2 separate regions of the Mus musculus genome follow, and region 2 is linked to region 1. A link is a contact called in public Hi-C data. All regions are on one chromosome and are shown on one strand. Each heading gives the region's core, a stretch centred on a gene start, on an enhancer-like site or on the middle of the called end of the contact. The rest is flanking DNA. Distances are from core to core; before and after follow the strand shown.

What was found. Hi-C and Micro-C count contacts between places; a contact is called where the count stands out from the background.
Region 2: a Hi-C map of liver shows a contact between it and region 1, with 4 times the contacts expected there. The contact joins two enhancer-like sites. A contact is called at or near these places in 1 of 484 Hi-C or Micro-C datasets (liver) and 1 of 115 datasets of contacts at active chromatin or transcription factors (pancreatic cancer cells).

Annotation. Positions count from the first base shown.
Region 1 is chr8:10,972,218-10,975,820 of GRCm38.p6, reverse strand. No RefSeq gene overlaps it. Among named protein-coding and RNA genes, the nearest start is that of 9530052E02Rik, 34 kb to the left of the region's middle. Within about 2 kb of position 1,465, at least 30 of the 459 cell types and tissues checked have an H3K27ac peak or open chromatin away from gene starts, as enhancers often do. A contact at or near this core is called in liver, where this site is marked.
Region 2 is chr8:11,457,118-11,460,240 of GRCm38.p6, reverse strand. All of the region lies in intron 1 of Rab20 (RAB20, member RAS oncogene family), which reads left to right. Among named protein-coding and RNA genes, the nearest start is that of E230013L22Rik, 19 kb to the left of the region's middle. Within about 2 kb of position 1,545, at least 64 of the 459 cell types and tissues checked have an H3K27ac peak or open chromatin away from gene starts, as enhancers often do. A contact at or near this core is called in liver, where this site is marked.

The DNA.
Region 1 (3,603 bases), core at 216-2,715:
TTGCCCTCGGGATGACCTTCTGCCTTCAGAGCTAGGCTTTTATCTGTGCTCTCCTGTCATGGGCCAGCATGCTATAGAGTTGACCCCCACTTTCGCCATGACCCTACTAGCCCTCTCAAGACTCCTCAAGCAAGGTGGAGGAGATCCCACCGTCTCCCGAGCCAACTTCCTCATTTGCACATCCTTCCTCCTAGATGTTTCCCCAGGCATTTAATGGAATCACCTCCCAAGTCATCAACTAAGATTATTGTAGGTAATCCCAAAATGGTTCTCAAGAAAACCTCCTAACTCATTTACAGTAGAAACTCCAGCCACCGCCTCTGTCTCATAGACTCCTTTGCTGTTTTCTATCTGCTGAACATCTGTCACTTGCTGAATGTCCTGGATATTTGCCTGGCTAGCTTTATTGTCTCTTTCCTATCAGAATTTGACCTGTGTGGTTGGGTAAGCTTTGTTCCACTTCTGTGTGTGCACATAGTAGGCACTTGTTGATTACTTTGCTAGCTTCCTGTTACATTATCTGGGCATTTATTTTCCAGGTGGTATCACAGTAGGTAGTCTTGGGGTTGGGGAGTCCCATGCCCTCTGCCGTACAGGATCCTGGGATGGCACTAGACAGGAGATCTGCCTTTTCTCACAGCCTTTAGCTATTCTGTAGGTGGGGATTTGCTCTTCCATAGAGCCAAACCCTGTTAGAGGATTCGGTTAACTCAGTTCATGACATTTTTTTTTCTATGATAACTTAATCCTGCTCTGTCTCAAATTTTGTGTCCAAGCAGACAGGCATGCTGAGGGAGGTACTGCCCTGGATATCCTGTTGTGCTTTTGGACCTCAGTGCTGGGGAGGGGTATGCTGGGGCCCTCAGAGGGAAGGGCTTCAGGGCCTCACTGGGAGGTCTGCAGCATTCTGCCTCTTGTGCATTCCTCACAGTTTGATTGCCTCCAGCAGTCAGCTTGGCTCGGGGTGGGGGGTGGGGGGTAGGGGGTGGGTGCAGGATGGGGGTGAGGGGGATGCTGTGTGTGTGTGTGTGTGTGTGTGTCTCGGAAGCTGAGGCTCTGTGTGGACACATGTGATCTCTCAGCTCTTTCATCCATTGTAAGCTGCATTCTGGGCTTTCATATGAAGGCCATCACAAGCTTTCCCTAATTGAGTGAGTCTGAAAAGGCCACAGGACAGCACACAGGACATAGCCATGTAAAAGACACATTCCCGGGGGGGGGGGTGCTGGCTGGTGTGTAAGAAGCAGGAGGCTACCTTTCCCTACACCTCTGTTCTCTCATTATGGTGAATTTAGGTTATAATTAACCCCTTCATGTCTGCATGGTAGATACCAGTCAGAAAACAGGGCCTTCTCATTTTTCTTCCCTGGAGATCCAGAGCTTGGTTCTCTTGAGCATGGGTTACTCCTAGGGTCATAGGTGTTTGCCTGGCTGGCTTTATTGACTCTTTCAGGTCAGAATTTGACCCGAGTGGTTGGCTAAGCTTTGTTTGCTCTTGCTTGTGCAAAGACTAAGACCTCACTGAATACTTTGCTAGCCTCGTGCAATGAAAAAGTTGGGCGTTTCTTTTCCAGCAGGTGCAAGGCCTCAATGTGATGCAAGGCTCATGCCCTTTGCAGGACAGATGTCTCTTTCTACAAGTTGGAACTCCATTACACACATTTTAGACTAATCTACTCTTCGGCATATGAAGTCACCTTGCCCTGTAGCAGATTACCAGTCATTTCTAGAGTTGCCTTTTCTTTTTTCTTTTCTTTTTTTGTTGACTAGCTAAGCTATTGTTTTATAGCTCAGGCTAGTCTGGAATTTATTACATAGCCCTGGCTAGCTTCAATTGCATTAGCCTCCCAAGTGCTGGGATTTCACGTAGAAACCGTTACTCTTGGCCTGTTCTTCGGTTTATATCGAATGGATTCCCTGTAATACTAAATAAATGTTTGTTTAAGATAACCCAAGGGGCTCATGACATTGTACGGATCATGATCCCAACACCCGAAGACTCCTCTATGAGCTTCTGCTATTCCTTAGGTGGCAGATGCATTTATTGTGTGGACCTCAAAGGAAGAGTAATGGTGGGAGATGGGTTACATCCTTATCACCACAGTGAACCTTCCCTTACCAAAAGCTGAGTTTCCAACCAGGACAGAGTTTGATGGTTGCTCAGGCAGCTGTGTGACTGCACATATCCCTTGGCCAGGTCTTTCATGCTCTTCAAATATGGAGCTACCGTGACTCCCTCAAAAATCAGGAAATAAAGCAAGCCATGTCTTCCCACATTGTGAGTCCTGTGCACCCTCTCCCAAGCGCTGCTGAAGAAGAGAAAAAGAAAAACCGAGGAAGAGCTAGACTTAGGAATGAGGGAAGTGGGCTGGAGCAGTTCCTTGGGGGGTAGGGGGCATGTTCCCTGCTCAGCTATCTGTATCATGCATCCCCTAGAGGGGAGGCCACAGTCGAGCCTGAGACAGTTCATAGGGGTGAGGTGTCTGCACTAATGAGGAATTCAGAGGGAGCTACACACGCACACGCACGCATGGCTGGAAGCCACAGAAACTCAGTGTCTGTGTAGAATCTCGCCAGCCTGCAGGCGATCCTGAGGAAAATACTTTAATTAATATGTAAAGCAGCAGTGGGAAGAAAAGCCAGGTTAATTTCCAAACCACATCAGTAAGGGCACATTTGGGTTAGGAAACCTTGGAGACTTACAGGCAGGCCCTCTTGTTTGAAGCCACAGAGGTGCTTTTGTGTGAGAGCGGCTCCCTAAAAGGCCCTTTTATCTGCCCACCACACTGCATTCCTTTCTCCGTGCTTAAAAACATCCCCTTGACCAGGCCGGCTGTTGTCTCTCATTTGCAATGTGCCCTCTGTTTTGTTGGGGACTTGTGGGCCAGTGCAATTTCTCCTCTCATTTCTAACTGCTTTCTCCATCTCTATGCCAGTCATCTTTGGCCCTTGTGTCTGGGGGCTTTTTTTTGCCCCCCCTCCAAATTCTTCTCCCCATGTCTAGCCTGAGCCTTCAGCTTACCTACTGGGCGGGGGTCCAGAATAACTTGAGCTGAGGACATGAAATGCATACAATGCCCCGAACCAATTTCTGCCTGAGAGCCTGGAGTCGAATATTCATTCATACCGAGTACCCAGAGGGACAAGGCTTTCTCACTCCGGCTTGATAACCTCTACACTGTGCTGGGAATGAACACCCTGATCCTGAAATTCAGAATAGACCACTGTACTCATCTCCACCCATCTCTCAAAGCCTCTCTCAAACGGTTTGGCAAATATGCAAACGTCTTCATACTTCTCCAGAGGTTTCTACCCAGGAACTGTATGTCCCTCAGCTCCATTTTCTCTGGCCTTTATGCCACAGCTTGTTGGCCACTGGTTGTGGCCCAGAGCGTAGCTGTGAGCTCCTAGTCGCTCACGCCTGTCTTCTCTATTGTGGTGGCCAGAGTTGTCCCCCTGTCTATCTCTAAGGCCCTAGTTACATTAGGAACTGCAAACAAAGAGGTGTAGGGGTCAGATCTCTCTGAGCTCTGCCTCTCTTGCTGACTCCAGGGTGCCTTCCAAACCCTCTCCATCCTCCTCCGGGAGCCCCAGGGCTCTGTC
Region 2 (3,123 bases), core at 296-2,795, 480 kb before region 1:
AGTTACAGAAGGTCCCAGCTCATCTGTGACACTGTCAGGAACAGCTAGACATCGTTGGACCAGACTCTGGCTTGTGGTCTGTCTGAGGTAGGTTGTGCCATGATATCATTGGTAGTACTATTTGTTTGGTTGTTTTTAGGGACAGGATCTTTTTTACAAAGTCCTGGCTGTCCTGAGCTCACTATATAGACCAGGCTGGCCTTGAGCTCACAGGGATCTACCCACATACTGAAGGGCTTGCGAATCCTCCTGTGTGCTGAGAGTAAGGCGTGCACTATCACATCTTCCATATTGTTCCCTGAGAGAAGCCCTGGTGCATGAAAGAGTCTCAGATAAAGCCTGTTGGTGGGCACTAAGGTCCTGTGGCTTACTACTCCACACTCTGTATTTACTACCTGAGGTGGGGACAGTGGGTCCTCGGGCAGCCCATCTCATGAATCCAGTGGTTGCTCAACTTTCCTATTCCTGCGACCCTTTAATACAGTTCCTTATGTTGTGGTGACCCCCGACCGTAAAATTATTTGTGTTGCTACTTCATAACTGTAATTTTGCTACAGTTGTGAATCATAACGTAAACACCTGCGTCTTCTGATGGTCTTGACGACCCCTGTGAAAGGGCCGTTCAATCTTAAAGATGTTGAGACCCACAGGTTGAGAACCACTGACCCAGGGAGCCATGTGGCCCATTTTTCCTTGCTGCATGAAGATTTAATTATTTGGCTTTGCAAACATTCCTGGAGAGCCGTGACTTCCACCGGGCATCCCAGCATCAGATACTTTAAGAATGTTCTAGCTCTTGTGTACTAAAGGAAGTTGATGGCTGGCTGTAGATGTTTAAAATTCACTGGACTTCATGAAGTGGAACTCAGTAACCTTTCTGGTAGCCCCTGCGGGTTGAGCTTGAAAACACTGGGGTAATCGTAATTTCATGCAAACAAAGTATACAGGAAGGCACATCAGGGCTCAACCCAGGCTGAGCCATGCGGGCCTCCAAGGCTGAGCTCATGGCTCTGACCTTTGTCCTTGCTCCCATCTCTGCTTACATGACTCTTTGGCTTCTCCTTGTTTACACCATTACAGGGACTCTGCCAGCTTCCAGCTAATAGGCTATGGGGATGCTTGTGGCAGAGCTTGCTTGACAAAACTCCCCCTTTCTCTGGGCTGGCCCGGAGCTTATAGAAGTGATCTGAGTCTCACGTTTCAGCAGCTACTTAAAAAAAAAATGTGTTTATTTTCTCTGGTTTTGGGTAATGGAACCCAGACAAGTGCCGCACATTGTATCTATCTCCTGATCCATGTGGATCTAGGGTCAGAGTGTCGGGCATTTTTGAAAGTGCCACCCCCCTGTGCCCCACTCATTGAGAGTATGCAGGTAGGGTTATCTGTGATTTCTGAAGGACAAACCAACCCATTCAGTGATATGGAACACGGAAGTAAAATTCACAATATTTGGACTCAAAAACTGGCTGTGGGGACTGGGGAGTGTGGCAGAGAGTGGCTGGGCTGTTTACAGAGCCCTGGGAGCTGACCCGGGTTATTGTAGGGCATTTCCCTAGGTTTGCCCTTGGGCCTTTTTAACCCTTTTTAAACCCTGAATCAGAGAAGCACCAGCACTGGGGAGAAAGTCCTTTTCAAGAACTAGGGAGACACAGAGCATGGGTCAGCTGCCCCGGTGACCAGCCAGCCGCAGAGACAGTGTGCAGATGTGTATGTGAGATAGTAGACCCTGACTGTGTGTGGAACTCACACACAGAGGGGTGAGGGGGAGGAGTCAAACTCGATGTAGTGATCACATGCTAGGTACAGTGCTAAGCTGTTTACCAGGACAAACTCATTCTGTTTTCTCAACCATTCCTAACAGATGCTACCGCATTTCAGCAGTAGGGAAACTTACATTGAGAGGCTTGCCTGGCTCACAGGGACTTTCTGTGTCAATTTTGGAATCCCCGGGAAGTCGTCAAATGTTAGTTCTCAAGGAAGCCAAGCTGCTTGGCTAGGGACCCAGGAACCTAGTGGGAAGGAGACAGGGCGGGGGGGGGGAGGGGGGGGGAAATGACATGCTCTTGTCCTACCAGGGGGAGGGGTGTCGGGGGAGGGCCTCGGGACCTGCTCAAGCCTGCCTGACTGGGCACAAGTTCACAGATGAGGGCACAGATGAGGAATGTTACATATGAAGGCAAAGCGAGTTTGGAAAACCCAATAAGGTAGAAAGACACCTTGCCAACCAGTTTCTCTGCCCTGTCTCAGTGCCTGGGTCTCCTGCATGGTGCCTGTTCCTTTTATCTGGGACCATCTTGCAATGGGCGCTGCCCACATTGGTGCCACCTGGGAGTCCTGTTAGCCACCAGGAGAGCTAGAGATCTGAGCATGAAGACTAGCCTGGAAGCTCTTTATCTGATTTGCTGTTGTCATTAACGGCCGGTCATAATATGACGAGCCTGGTTGAGCAGCCCTTCCTCTGCTGCCTTCGGAGTTCTCTGTCTTATGTCTCCTACTTCCTTCAGTGTTTGCAGTCTTCATTTTATATAACTACTATTTACTTACCAAAGGCAAATCCTACTTTTTTTCAGACCAGGGTCTCGCTGTGTAGCCCAGGTTAGCCTACTACTGTCAAACCACCTATTCCAGTTCTCCAAGTGCTGGATTGCAGGTTTGTTCTGCCACTGCAGGCCTCCGATCAGGCAGATTTATCTGGGACAGAAGCTATTTGAGGCATGGGTGGTAATACAATTCTTTCTTTGTCCTTAGTGAACTATGTTACAGAGACTTGAAAAAAATTCTTTCACGGCTGATGGAATGTTCTCTCTGTGTCCTTGTGGCTGTTCTCATGTGGAATCTGTGGTCAAATGGATAACATTCTAGCTGTTTGAAATTTTATGAACCTGAAAAGTTGTGCTGAGACATGCCTGGTGTGTGTGTGTGTGTATGTGTGTGTGTGTGTGTGTGTGTGTGTGTGTGTGTGTGTGTGTGTTTGGGTGTATTGTATATATACATGCATGTGTATGTGGACATTTATGTGTATGTATGCATGTGTGTGTGTGCATGCATGTTTGTGTGTGTTGGGGGGGAGTATTTCTCTTTTGTAAGCAAAAGTCTGTCTTGTCAGTGTTGCAGACTATAGTG